5 separate regions of the Gossypium hirsutum genome follow, and regions 1, 3, 4 and 5 are each linked to region 2. A link is a contact called in public Hi-C data. All regions are on one chromosome and are shown on one strand. Each heading gives the region's core, a stretch centred on a gene start, on an enhancer-like site or on the middle of the called end of the contact. The rest is flanking DNA. Distances are from core to core; before and after follow the strand shown.

Region 1 (2,700 bases), core at 130-2,629, 170 kb before region 2:
ATAGGCCCACTAGAATAAGGGGGTGGTCCAGAAGGCATATGGAGCAGCCGAAAGGGACTGCCACCAGAAAGACGACTGCCATAATTGTAATGATAAGCCGATCCTCCAGAAAAAGGTGCTTCATATGGAGGAATAGAGGAACCATTGAAGAGGGAAGAACCATAAGGTGGTACACCGAGATACATAGAAGATGGTGCTCCAGAACCTACATATGGAGCAGATGACAAATAACTCTGTGGCGCCTGGAGAGGCTTGCTGGCAGATTTCTGAAAGGGAAAAATTACCAACTCAAGCTTTAAAAATAAATAATGGGAGAAAGAAAATGCAAAGGGTCAGTTTCTAAAGAGAGAAACAAACAGTAGAAAAGATTTACGATTTTATGATAAACAGAGTCATAAAAAAATAGGACATAAACGGACTAGAACGAAACAAGCATTGGGTATCACATAATATACTCTGGTCTTTCAGCACAGAACCAGGTATTAACTTCATTAAAAATAACTTGCTAAGCCACATATTTTGAAGAATCCGCTCTTCTATTACTAATTCTGTTAAAAAACAACTCCAATCTGAACAGAAAATCGAAACCTACGAGCCAAAACTAAAGCAATTAAAATTTCAACAATATTCAAAAACTCAGGAATATTTTGAACGCCATTGGCTAATAAATATGAAGACTTACTGAATTATGAACAGCTGGCCTGGGTTGAGTGCAATTGCGCATATTGCAAGTAGTTCTAAATGAAAAATTGACATTCCCGCAACTAGGGCATGTCCAATCATCTTCCCTACGACTGCCTACAAATTTAACCATAAAAATTCAAAATTGCCAAAATTAAACATGTTAAAAAGTACACAGAATGAAATAAAAATAAAATTAAGCGGCATACCATCGGTTCTAGCTCGCTTCGCTGCAGAAGAGTTTCTATTATCAACCTGAACCAATTGCCACCCCCAAGAAAAAAAGGTTAATCACCGTAAATATGTGCATAAATCGATACTAAGCAATAATTACGAAATTCATTTCCACTTTTCGATAATAAATTGGAGAAATGAGCAGCGACAGAAAAGCACAAAAAAAATCGAAAGAAAAGAGAATCCTAGTTTGACAAAGGGGAGTTGATTTTCAAGACAAATCTATCATTAGATCTATTAAGTTGGATGCTCGAATCTATAAGAGGGGAAATTCAGAGAATTGGAAGGGCATAATACCTGAGACATTGAGGCGGCGGCAATAGAGGGAGATATGACTGTTTCGGTGTGAAGATTCGAAACAAGAGAGAGGGAATTGGGGATTTGCCCTACCTGCGATAAAAGGGCGGTGACAAACTAACGGACTTTAAACAGAATAACCAGGAAATTTTTATGCGTGATGTGAGGGATGTAAATGAAAAATTGGTTTAAAATAAGTATAAACGGTTGCTCGCTGCTGCCCCTCTGAATTTCTGACGCCGTTATTGTGATTTGGATGGGGCCCGGTGTTTGGACTTCGGTGCGACCTTTGCCTATTGGATGGTCCATGTACTCTTTCAATTAGCATGCCTCGAATTTATTGGTCAAGGTTCAATTGCTTTTAAATAATCTTATTGATCATATGTGAAACATAAATTAATTGGGTATGAATTAAAATATATTAGGTTAATTATTTAAAATATTTAAAAAATTGTTTTGTATAGTTTGATTGCAAGGTTTTTTAAAAATAAAAGTCATAATCATTAAAATGTCTTATTTTTAATTTACATGTACAATATTATAATGTGAACAGTAAAATTATTTTTCTTAAAATCATAAAACAAATTCATAAATAATATTGTCACATAAAAGAGAGAGCATATATAATTCACTAAGGCTACATTGGGTGAAAAAGAACTAGAAATGATTAATGAAAAGAATTTATGGTTATAAAATGCATGAATTTGACAATTTTGATCAACTTGAGAAATGGTAATTGAATATTACAATGTTACAATATTACATTCGATATATATGATCATGCTAGTTTCAATGGCCATTTGGTATCTTGAGTAGCCTAATATTGAATTGATATGTTAGAAGCTCTGGTGGTTATGTTTGAGCTTATTAAGTTGAAGCTCCAAGTAAGTTGGCATTCATGAAGCCAAATTTCCATTTAACCAATGCTTAGATTGATATCAAATTTGCTTTTCATAATGTCTTTGAAGTATCGCCAAAGCATGTTTTATGTTACTATGTGTAGAGGTGTTTTTGGTAATTGTTTTTGATGTTTTGATTCCTCTAAATTCAAGTTTTGGTAATAAGCCTTTGGGTATCAAAACAAGTGATTTTCAAGTCAATGTTTGGCTCCAAGGGTAGAGGTATTGCACTGTTCTGAGCCCTTTTGGCATTTTGAGCCCATTTTGGGATCCAAACACCTTCGATCAATTTCTAACCATTTGTAAATGATTTTAAATTTTTTTTCTAAAGCCTCTTAAACATCTAAAACTTGAATAAATAATTTGTAAAAATGTTTTATAAGTCATGACTCCTAAATGAATCCAAGGTTTCTTTCTTGTATATGTTCTCGTGGCTTCTCTCATTCGTACTAGTCATCAAGACAGGTGAGGGGTGTTACAACTTGAGTTAGTTTCTAACCCATATAGGGAATTAACTTTCCCCACTTGAAAGCTAAAGTTTTCATTGTATGTTCGGTTCGTGAATTAAAGCTCACTCTCTAAAAAAACC
Region 2 (2,755 bases), core at 179-2,678:
TGGGACTATGTTTACATTTTCTTCTGAAGTTTTGGCTAAGTTGTGATCCTTTAATCCTCAAATCCAACCATGTTTCTGGTGCTGAAATAACCTTTGATTCTCTCTGGCTAGCGAATTCCCTTATGTAGTCTGATTCTTCAGCAATGATTGTCAAATAATAGTTCCCTTTAAAGAAGGGGTAGCTTTCACCAATCAACATCATAGCATCCTTGTAATTTGGCATGAAAAGCACTAAATACTCATCTTCACTTAGCCCACAATGTTTCAAAGCCCTGTTTTGAGCTTGAATTTCAGGTATTGAAACGAAGTTCCCTAGGAAAGAAGTTTTCCTAGTGAGGATATCAAGAAGCCTTGAAGCCTCTAATTGAGTGTTGTCAATATCTGCCATACCAGAAGTTGATGAAGATGAAAAGGACTCCCTGTTGCCTACAATCCTTGGTGATTTCTGCTTATTGTCGGTAACAACGGTCTCAAAGGACTCGTCACTGTTGGATAGACTGTCGACATCGATCATCTTTAGTCCATCTTCCACAAGTCCATTGCAATATTGAGGATATTTTGCAAAGACATATTGCTCTACATATTGCATTTCAGTGGGTGTTATGGGACCAGACCATCTCAAGTCAAGGCCTTGTAGTGTTGAGATTGCTTCAGCTACCAAATGGGCAGGGATTACACTTTGTGCTTTCTGCTTGTTAAAAGTCCAATGCACAATTAAAAGAAACTCAAATATCAAATAAAAGAAAATCTGTTTTTTCCTTTTTCAAGATAATGTTCTTAAAAGGTCAGATTAATTAAAAGAACTTGCCTTGATAACCATGCTGCTTGGTCTGCCATTTTGGCTTGGTGAATTGGGCATTGAAAGCAAGATTGATGGATCAAATTCACTTTCTGCCATATCCTAAAAAGAATCAAATTAAAACCCTTACATAAGATTTCCTTTTTCTGAATCAAAACCAATATCAAAGCAACCTGAGAGTAAAAAAGCCAATAAAAAGAGGCAAAAACCTTAGATACTTCATGCAGAACAAGGCTTTCTTCTAAGTTCCTTTCCATGATGATGCCTATGGTCCTTGTACCATAAGTAGGCAAATCCTGCAAGCAACAAGTAAGAAGAAAAAGAAGAAGACGAAGACAGAAAAATAGGCAATATGATAAAGATGTGAGAGCTTAGCCTTATGTCAGTGTGGGAAATTTGTAAGATTAATTTCAGTGCAAGGGTAGGACTGAAATCGATATTAAAAGACTACAAGGTTTAGCAACAATAAGAAGACGCCGCCAAGTGACAACACCCATGTTCCACAATATAGAATATTTTAAAATCAACTGCTTCAATTACGCCCGTAAACTCAAGCTGACTGAGACTGGCGGACAACTAAAGCCAACCACAAGAAATAATGGAGTTTCCATTCCATGGAAAACACCATCTAAATTATGAGTGTGATTTATTTATTTAAATTTAATGACTGTAAAGCAAAGGGCTTACCTAATAATAATTGCATGGGGTTCGGCTCACAGTCTCGGGTCTATGTAACCTATTCTAATAATTCACCTTTGATTACAACATTGATTTGGACTAAAGGCCCAACTCTTTTAGTATCTACCAATGAAGTGAAGGAATGAAGGAACAGACAACATTGTACATATTATTTTATCTTTAAGATGGTTTGTTATGAGTCTTTTTCCCTGAATTATTATTTTACAATAGAAAGCATAAGGAATAATTGTTCTAATCGCATCCCCGAGCCAAAAATCTGGTTTCCTTTACCTTCTGTTTTTTTGTCATTTTAAGACTGTTTTCCAGGTCACTTGTTTCTCCTCCCTTGGAGGCGTCCACAAGTAGATCATCAACCGCAATGAAACGAACTTTTATCATTTAATTTCAATTTATACAATTACCCTAAAACTAATATACATCGAATTTAATATTAGAATGTAATTTTATACAACATTTCTATTTATTTACAAACTATAATCTACAACAACTATATATTAAAATAACCAAAATAAATATCAAAGAGGTCTAGGGTCAAAGAATAATTTACTCGCAAATTAAACAAGGAAGTTTAAGCATGTACTTCACGAAAATGAGAAAATAAAAACATTTGAAGATGGCGTTAATTATTTTCGATTTGATCTCTTCTTTGAATGTAACTGATGTTAATTGTTTTCCAATTTAAGCTTTACTTGGTAGAGGGAAAGAAAAATGAAAGAGTGGAAAAATAGAAAATATAATTGTTATTTCTCAACTTTTGGTAAGAAATATGAAAATTTTGAAAGAAAAAGTAATTTTCATTCTATTTATTACTTGGTGGAGTTGAAAAATAAGAGGAAAGAAATTGAAACTTTTGAAATATACATAATTTTAAGTTAACATACGTAACTCTCTTATTTTCTCTCTTATCATAGTATTTGAAATGATGCATTAAGATGGAAAGTTGTCATCTCTTGTAACACCCCTATACCTAACCCGACTATCGGATCAAATATAGGAATGCTACATTAAATATTAGAGTATTAATCAACCAAACTCTAACAAGTAAATACTCATTTCGAACCCATTTGTAACTTACCAATTCATTAATTAACCATTATCAATGTTAGTGAGGAGCCCGATAAGTTCCTTAAACATTTGAGTATTTAAAACAGTGCTTTAAAGTGAAATATGAACTTTTGCAAAAAAAAAAAGGCACATGGTTGTGTCTACCACATGGTCGTGTAAGTCTTTGAGCCCGTACGGCTCCAAAATTGACCA
Region 3 (2,700 bases), core at 123-2,622, 200 kb before region 2:
AAAACATTAAAAGGAAAACGATATGACGAATGATATCTAAGAAGGGGACCAAATACTTTCTACTTTTTTAGTAAAAATGAATATTTTAGTTTATATGTTTGTTCTATTTCTGTTTCAATGCAAAACTTCATATATATTGTATGGAGAAAAAATTTGTGAGTAGAATTTCTTTTTTGTTTATTTTTTTGGTTGACATGTATGGTATTTGTTGATTGGTTTTAATGGTTCTCGTGGGGGTTCAAGTAAAAATGGTTGTCGGGATAGCTTTTTATACATCAGTAAATTGTTGAATTTATGGTAGATATTTTTTGGTACAAGAATTTATGGTAGATTAGGGTTTCATTGAATTTTGTTTTGTACAGTAGTTGTGGGTCTGAGTCAGGGACCTACTTTGCAAGATTTCCCAGATAATTGAATTGGAATTATTGAAAGTGTTAGAGTGTTTTTTAGACTAGGTTACTTGATTAAAACGTGAATCCTTTTATTTGTTTAATTTTTGGGTTCCTCTACTTGGACTTTGTTACTGCTTCTTAGAATTATTGAAGATAGTGGGGCGAGCAGAGAGAGAGAGAGGGAGCTGCTTTGTTAAAGAGGCTAGACCGGGTAGTTATTGTTGGATGGGTTAATAGATAAGCTAAATTCTTCTAGATTTTTGGTGGTGGAATTTACTGCTGATGTTGAAGGTTTATGGAACACTACTATGTTTTTACTTGGGGTTGAAGATCAGCTTACATTCGTACAAGACTCGTATAGAGAGACAGTTTGGAACTATGGTGTCAGTTTGTTTGCGTTAGCAATAATGAATGGATGAGAAAAAAGCTCTACTACTATTCTAGTTCGAATCTGCAAGGTCCAATATAACATACTTTTTGTCGTTGCTTAAGCTCTCTTTTCTGTTGGATATTGATATCTGCATAAAAAAACGCTCGGCTTGAGAAGTGATTGCTTTGTTTAGTCGAACCTCTCTACTACCCTGGTTGCGATTGTTTTGCTAAGTGGATTTGAAGTGGCATCAACAAACCCTTTTTAGTTTAAACTTGGGGAAGGAGTGGACTAAATATTGTTTCGTTGAAGTGGATAGAAAATTTTCTAACTTGTACCACTCTAGATCTGAGAAACAGAGAGGGTTGGACTTTGATGCTGTTAGATTTAGAGGTAAGTTTTGAACTTGATATGCAGGGATTAATTTTTGTTTATCAGTTGTTTTGCGGGCTATGTGTCTATAAGGATTCTTTGAATGGTCTGCTTCATATATAAGGTTACTGAATTTAGGATGATTGAAATTCTTTTCGTTTATTTCCTTAATGAATTGAGCAAACCTCTAGGTTATATTTTAGGATCTGTTGACAAGTGGCTTGGCTTTTATATGAAGAAGATTGTTTGAACTGTTCTGTGAGTTCTATCTCTCTCATGGACTGGAATGCCAAAACCCCGTTGCAATGGGAGTGGGAGAACCTAATGATGTTAAATGCGACACCAACTGAAATTCCAAGGAAGCTAAGATCGGCAGAGTGGGATATTGAGGGCGAGGAAGAGCTGGACTCTGGGTCTCTCTATTCTTCTGGTGCTGCTGCTGGAGGTAGTGGTGGTTCTGGATCAGATTTGGGCCTTATTTCTTTGTCTAAAAGTTCGAAATCGGCATCCATTAATTCTTCATCTGCGGGAGAGGTAAAAGTGACCACATTTACTTTGGAGGCTTTTGAAGCTATACCACATGAAATTAGCAACAAGAAAAAGGTTTCCAAGGTTGAGCACACCGGTAGTTCCCCAATATTTGAGGCTTCAGTTGGCTCTGGTGAGCCATTGCTCAGTTTAAAGCTTGGCAAGCAAACATACTTTGAAGATGTTTGCACAGGAAGCAATTCAAAGACTTCATCTTATTCAGCCACTCCTGGACCATCCCCTTCCCCGGCAAAGAGATCCAAACCCAATTGTCAGACAAAACATATTCTGCGTTGCCAAGTCGAAGGCTGTAACCTTGACCTTTCTTCGGCTAAGGATTACCATCGGAAACACAGAGTTTGTGAAAGTCACTCAAAGAGCCCTAAGGTTATTGTAGGTGGTCTGGAGCTCCGGTTCTGCCAGCAGTGTAGCAGGTAAAATATTGTTTTAATTATCTTAGTATTGAAGACTTGAATTTCTTAGTTGATGGTAGTGATTTGATTCTTTACTACTGAACTTGTGATTCTATCTCATTATGAATGTTGAAATCATAATTTTCATTCATGATGTCAAAGGTTCCATGCTCTGTCAGAGTTTGATGAAAAGAAGCGAAGCTGCCGCCGGCGTCTTTCTGACCACAATGCAAGGCGCCGCAAACCACAGACAGATGCAATCCACTTCAGTGCTGCAAGGCCTTCACCAGCAGCATATGGTAATGGTTTCAGACCCAAGTTTGATATGTTTTCATTCATATAATTTTTGCTATATGCTACCATCTCAAGAATAGACTAAGACACTTTATTTTTTCCCTTTTCTTTTACCTCTCAAATTATGGAGTTGAGTTATTTCATTAACCAAGTCAATCTGGATTTTTTTCATTTTATTTAATCAAGATGTTCTTTAATAAATGGTACTTGGTTCTCTATGGTAATACAATATCTTAATATATGCTGCATTTGGTTGAAAAAATGATGTCAGTAATATCTTGACTGATTCCTTAACTGAGTTTTATCTTGACATGTTTATCTCTTTTAAAAC
Region 4 (2,700 bases), core at 51-2,550, 250 kb before region 2:
TATGAACCCCTCCAAAACACAATCATCCGCCTATTTATATTAAAAATAAAATATTTTAAAATTTTAAAAACTTTAAATTTAACTTAATTGAAAATAACGAAATTTAAAATTTCTCCTTACCATTATCACTTGAGCGGTGGAAATGTGCTTATTGCTGAAACGAATTAGAGAGCTTGTCATTACTGAAATTTTAACTGAAATGAATATACAAAATAATTAAATAAAACTATAGTATTTTAAATAAAGTGTGTAAGAAAATGTCGAATAAAAATGGTAAGAATTGAGAGAACTGAGAGAGTTGAGAGAATTGAGAGTTTAGAGAGAGACTTGGATTTGAGTGAAAAGAATAAAAAATGACTTGGTATTTATAGGAAAAAAATATTACCGTTGGCCTTTTTAAATAATTTTACCATTTCCAATGTTTAAAAAGTCGTTAGGGAAAATGACCGTTGGAGGAAAGTGTCCCCAGCTGAATGTGCTTTTACACACTCTCTCCAAAATTGACCTATTTCCATAATTTAAAAAAAAACGACCTAAAAGGCTAACTAAAAAAAAGAATAAGACATACTTAACTTATTTAGCCTAATTTTATAAATTTTTATTTTATAGTTGTCATCCAAAATACCTATAAACTCTCTTGTAAGCAAATATATTTTTAGTTTTATAAATGGCTTGTTTCATCATATAAAATTTTGCACATTAAAAATGAATAATAAATGTAGAAATTCTAAAATTTATGCAAATAATGCTATTGTTGCCTCTACTTCTTATGAATTATCATCTTTAATTAATTTTTTAAAAATTTTAATTATTAATAATTTTTTCTATATTCATTTTTCTCGTGTTACATAATTTGCTAATGATAAATATGAATTTTTGGTGTCTATTGAAAAATATTATAGCGTAACGATAAATGTTAATTTAGTTTTAATGGTTTATAGCTCAACTTTGGACTTATAGCGGAATGATGTACCTAATTAAATCCTAAAATAAATGTTATGGCCTTCCATCACGTGGACAATTTAACAGAGTTTCTTTCAAGAATGGGTTCTTTCGAATTTTTTTTTGAGATAAATCACAGATTGGGCTTTAATTAAACTATTAATTACACAAATAGTCCTAGAAAAATAAATAGAGCAAGCCTAGTAACCAGACTAGGCCCAACGAAAGGAAAAACAAAACAAACTAAAAGGAAACCTAATCACCTAGAAAATGAAAAAAGGAAACAATCTCTACAGCACATTAATTCAGCCGTTCCATCTGCCCAATCAGTATTAAAAGTCAATACACATCTTGTCACTTCAACATCTTTTCTACTTCAAGACGTTTTGAATCACCCGAGAGCTTTGTATAGTCACTTTGATATCTGCCCTTCTCCGATTCCTTTCCTCCATTTCTCCCTTTTCCTGCTTCAATTTGGTTCTCTCACCCTTTCGTTTTCTGCTTGAAATTCTGCAACTCCAGGGACTCGTCCGACCAGGTAACCTCCTTTGTTAATCTTAATCGCTTCAGTTGCTAAAATATGCGCGAGGCTATTTGTTGATCTTGGGATATGCTCGAACTTACATTCCTTAAAATATAACAAAAGCTGATGGATGTCATGAATAAGCGCACTAACCAGTGATTTATCTGGGCTTTTTGTTTTGCATTTCTTTATTATTGATAAAGAGTCTCCTTCAATAATAACTCTTTCCCACTGCATGTGAACTCTGATCTGGAGAGCTTTCCGACACGCGATTGCTTCCGCTCCAAAGGCTGAGGAAACCCTTTGATGAACCTCCGAACAAGATAAGAGAACTGAACCCTCTTTATCTCTGGCCACAACTCCGATAGCCGCTTTATTTTGTCCTCTTTCATATGCTGCATCAAAATTGATTTTGACAAAACTGTCCATTGGTTTTTCCATTTTTTAACAGTTATGGAAGTTTGTCGACTATTTTTACCAACTGAATCTAACTCTAAAATGTAGCTATTAACAAATCTCCCTATTTCTTTTCCAGATTTACTCCCTTTGTTGTGCAGTCTGTTATTCCTATCTCCCCAAATGGCCCATACTGCAACACAGAAGATCCGACGCTGGGATGCCAAGCTTTGTGTAAAAACCCAGGTTAACCACTGTAGAAACCCCATCTGGTTTTCCTGCTCATATTTATGAAATGATAACTCTCTCCACACTGATATTGTAACAGGGCATTCTCGAAAAAAAATGTTCCATAGATTCAGATCTAGAGCCACAACGAGGACACATTGATGTATCCGTTAGTCGTCTAAGTAGCATATTAAACTCGAGTAGCTAGGAAATTCCAAGAGATCTTCCAATGTGTAATTTTTATTTTTGAAGGTAGATTAAGTAGCCATAATTTCCTGTAGAAGTCTTTATAGTCAGCTTGTAAAGCATAAGCTCTAGGATCATTTGCAATACTTTGTAATAGTTTATAGGCGCTACGAACTGTGAACTCACCCGACGCTTCAGCACTCCATACTTGGAAATCTTCATGTGGTCTTTCAGCCAGCGGGATACTGAGAATCATGTCGGCTACATCCTCCGGAAAGGTATACTCTATCAACTCCTTTTTCCATGTTCTACTGCTTGAATCAATTAATTCCGCAACATTACTATCATTCAAATTCGTATTTAAAACTAGTAATCTATCACGCGGTAAAACTGGAATCCAATAATCACGACTGATTGAAATATTT
Region 5 (2,715 bases), core at 129-2,628, 140 kb before region 2:
ATCTTCAAATCTGAGCCAATTTGCTCTTGATTATTGTTCGCAGAACAACTCTTCTTTGTTTGCTTCCACCTTCAACTTATTTCTTTGATAAATATAAAATTTTAAACCAAATATCCCCTACCCCTAATTCCCTGCCCCAATCGTGCCCCGCTAAAAAGTGATTCTAGTATTATTATTTATTTCACAAGCAAATATAAAAAATTATCAAGTCTCTTTTTTTAAAATGTTTATTTTTAAATATTTTACTAACCCCTAATTCGACTTGTGAAGTATAAAATCTCCATCTCCACAAGTAGTGTTAGGAAGTTAAGAAGTGTCCTATAATGATATTGTCTAATATTAAAAAATAAGTATTTAAAAAAAACATATGACAATTTTTGAAGACTACTTGTAGAATAAAAAAAAGTACACTACTAGTATATCAACTACTAATCCTTAGAGTTATAAATAAATTTACAAGTTTTATATTAATGGTAGAATTAAGAATTAATAGAAATAAAAAATATTATTATGATTTTTTAATTTATAAATTTAAAAAATAAAAAAATAGTAAATATTATTTCATATTGGTTTAATATGTAAGTTTTGACAAATTGAATATCAAATTAAAGCTATATCATCAAACAAATGATAAAAAAAATCTATAACATTAAGCTAAACAAATAACTTTTTTATTGATTAATTTTTTCATATTTGAACAAAAAATTATATTCGAAAAATAAATTAAAAAAAAGACATTGGTTTAAAAATGGATTGGATATACTCCAAATCCATTTCTTTTTTAATTAAATATTATTCATACTATAAATTTCATATATAAAAAAATAAATGTAAAAATAAAATATAACTGTTAATTAGAAAATTAGAAGTGTAATAGCGAGCCTTGCCAATTCCATTTTGCTGCCGGTATGCTCCATTCCTACCATGAATAAAATCATATTTTTTTTAACTCAAATTTTTGTGTGTTTCAGCACATTTTGATTAATATTGGTTTACATAATTGTATCATATTTGTTGATATAATTTTGATATTTTAAATTAATTTTTAATAATTTGTGTCTTAAATATTTTTATTTTATTTTTAAAATTACATTAAAATAAAATACAACATTGATAAATATAAATTTTTTAAAAAATGGATTATTTTTAAGAAGAATCAATTCTCATTTGTTAAGATGAGTTTGTTTGATTTATAAAATTCTTTTCTCGCCCATTCCGTGAACACATTTAAGTATTCCACTCCTCTCTCGTTTTGTTGGAATACAAGTCATTTTCAAGACATAATATTCTCTTCTGTAAAAAGGAAGAAAAGGTAACTTCATCATTATTCAATTGCGCCGTGATGAATGGATGATAATAAAAATATGCTATTAGTGTTAGAGAACCTTTGCCACCGCGTTAGTCCAACTCCCATTTCCTTTCAATTAGACCCACTCGTATTACTCATTACCGCTTTTCTTTTCTTTTTTTAAATGACTCATTTTAAAAGTATGTACATAAATGATCTGATTTAAATAGTTAATTTTTTTATTTCAGGGATATATTTAGGTAATTTAAATAATAATTTTATATAGTTTTTTAAGTTTATTATTTTAAAAAAAATTTGAAAAGAGTTTATTTTTGTTATTTTTATATTTTTTAAAGTCTATTTAAATTTAATGTAAAAAAGAAATAGACTTAATATGCAAATAGGTCAAAAGTTTAAAAGCATTTAATTGGTACGGCTAGAGGAAGGGCGCCACCTATTTTCCATCCAATCTAAAAGGGTAAATGTTTCATCAGATTCCTGAACGTTTTATATAATTATACTTTAGTTTGGTGCCACTAATGGCAACGACAACATCCAAAAAATTAATTTTTTAAAAAATTGAAGGTGGTGACGCCAATGACAATGGTGTCACTGACATTTACTGTTCAAAATGGGTCATTTACATATATAGTTTTTAAAATGGTTTGTTTTTATAAATAATTAAAAATTTTAGGTTATTTTTATAAGAAAAACTACTCATTACTCATAAAAGTATTTTATAAAAAAAATATTTCCATATATGCTTTTCCTAAAAATAAATTGAGTTTTGATAACTGTTTTATTAATTTATCTGATTACAAGTCGTATTAAATCCACTATGAATTTTCTTAACTTGACTGATGAAGTTAAGTGTTGACCCTTTCCCACAAAGAAAAATGAGAAAATAAAAAACTTCAAATTAAACGCCAGAAGTTGCAACATATCTTCAAAAACTTGGACTAAAGAATTTTTTTTGTCTAATTTTGTTATTAGTCATTATACTTAGCAAAAGCTAAAATTTTAATCTTTGTACTTTTATTTGGTATTTTTAATATTCGTATTTTTTAAAATTTAAAATTTTAGTCATCACCAAATAATAATTGTTAAATTCATTAAGTAAAGTTCTATTATTTTTTCAAATTTGATGCTTCAAACATATTATCATATTCGTAATGTTAAATTAGCTTATTATTTTTACATATTGCTCACTAAAAATTCATTTAATGGATTACCGACTGACATTTACATTAAGGTTGTAAATTTAAAATTCGAAAATCATAAGGACTTAGAATGATTTAATTGGAGAAAATGAATAAAATCTACTACAACTATATGATACCCCTAATATATGACTAGTAATTAAATTTAACTAAATAAATTTAATCATTGTTGCTTAGTATTAAAATTTTAAATTTTAAAAAACACAA

The links. A called contact is a pair of places that touch in the nucleus more often than the background predicts.
Region 1: a Hi-C map of leaf shows a contact between it and region 2, with 3 times the contacts expected there. The contact joins the promoter of LOC107909865 here to the promoter of LOC107909845 in region 2. A contact is called at or near these places in 12 of 34 Hi-C or Micro-C datasets (callus, leaf, petal and 1 more).
Region 3: a Hi-C map of leaf shows a contact between it and region 2, with 2.5 times the contacts expected there. The contact joins the promoter of LOC107909863 here to the promoter of LOC107909845 in region 2. A contact is called at or near these places in 2 of 34 Hi-C or Micro-C datasets (anther and leaf).
Region 4: a Hi-C map of leaf shows a contact between it and region 2, with 2.8 times the contacts expected there. The contact joins the enhancer-like site here to the promoter of LOC107909845 in region 2. A contact is called at or near these places in 4 of 34 Hi-C or Micro-C datasets (callus and leaf).
Region 5: a contact with region 2 is called in a Hi-C map of petal, with 2.3 times the contacts expected there. The contact joins the enhancer-like site here to the promoter of LOC107909845 in region 2. A contact is called at or near these places in 6 of 34 Hi-C or Micro-C datasets (leaf, petal and seedling).

What each region holds. Positions count from the first base shown.
Region 1 is chrD02:56,733,718-56,736,417 of Gossypium_hirsutum_v2.1, forward strand. It overlaps LOC107909865 (ranBP2-type zinc finger protein At1g67325), which reads right to left and starts at 1,380. Exons shown (of 10, transcript XM_016837554.2): 1 at 1,213-1,380; 2 at 891-936; 3 at 683-798; 4 at 1-266. The coding sequence starts at 1,221.
Region 2 is chrD02:56,902,382-56,905,136 of Gossypium_hirsutum_v2.1, forward strand. LOC107909845 reads right to left here and starts at 1,429. Exons shown (of 3, transcript XM_016837527.2): 1 at 1,009-1,429; 2 at 809-901; 3 at 1-688. The coding sequence starts at 1,056.
Region 3 is chrD02:56,700,098-56,702,797 of Gossypium_hirsutum_v2.1, forward strand. It overlaps LOC107909863 (squamosa promoter-binding-like protein 2), which reads left to right and starts at 1,373. Exons shown (of 4, transcript NM_001327025.1): 1 at 1,373-2,096; 2 at 2,238-2,374. The coding sequence starts at 1,411.
Region 4 is chrD02:56,648,586-56,651,285 of Gossypium_hirsutum_v2.1, forward strand. No RefSeq gene overlaps it. Among protein-coding and RNA genes, the nearest start is that of LOC107908280, 16 kb to the left of the region's middle. Within about 2 kb of position 1,301, at least 8 of the 9 cell types and tissues checked have an H3K27ac peak or open chromatin away from gene starts, as enhancers often do. A contact at or near this core is called in leaf, where this site is marked.
Region 5 is chrD02:56,765,028-56,767,742 of Gossypium_hirsutum_v2.1, forward strand. No RefSeq gene overlaps it. Among protein-coding and RNA genes, the nearest start is that of LOC107909866, 11 kb to the right of the region's middle. Within about 2 kb of position 1,379, at least 3 of the 9 cell types and tissues checked have an H3K27ac peak or open chromatin away from gene starts, as enhancers often do. A contact at or near this core is called in leaf, where this site is marked.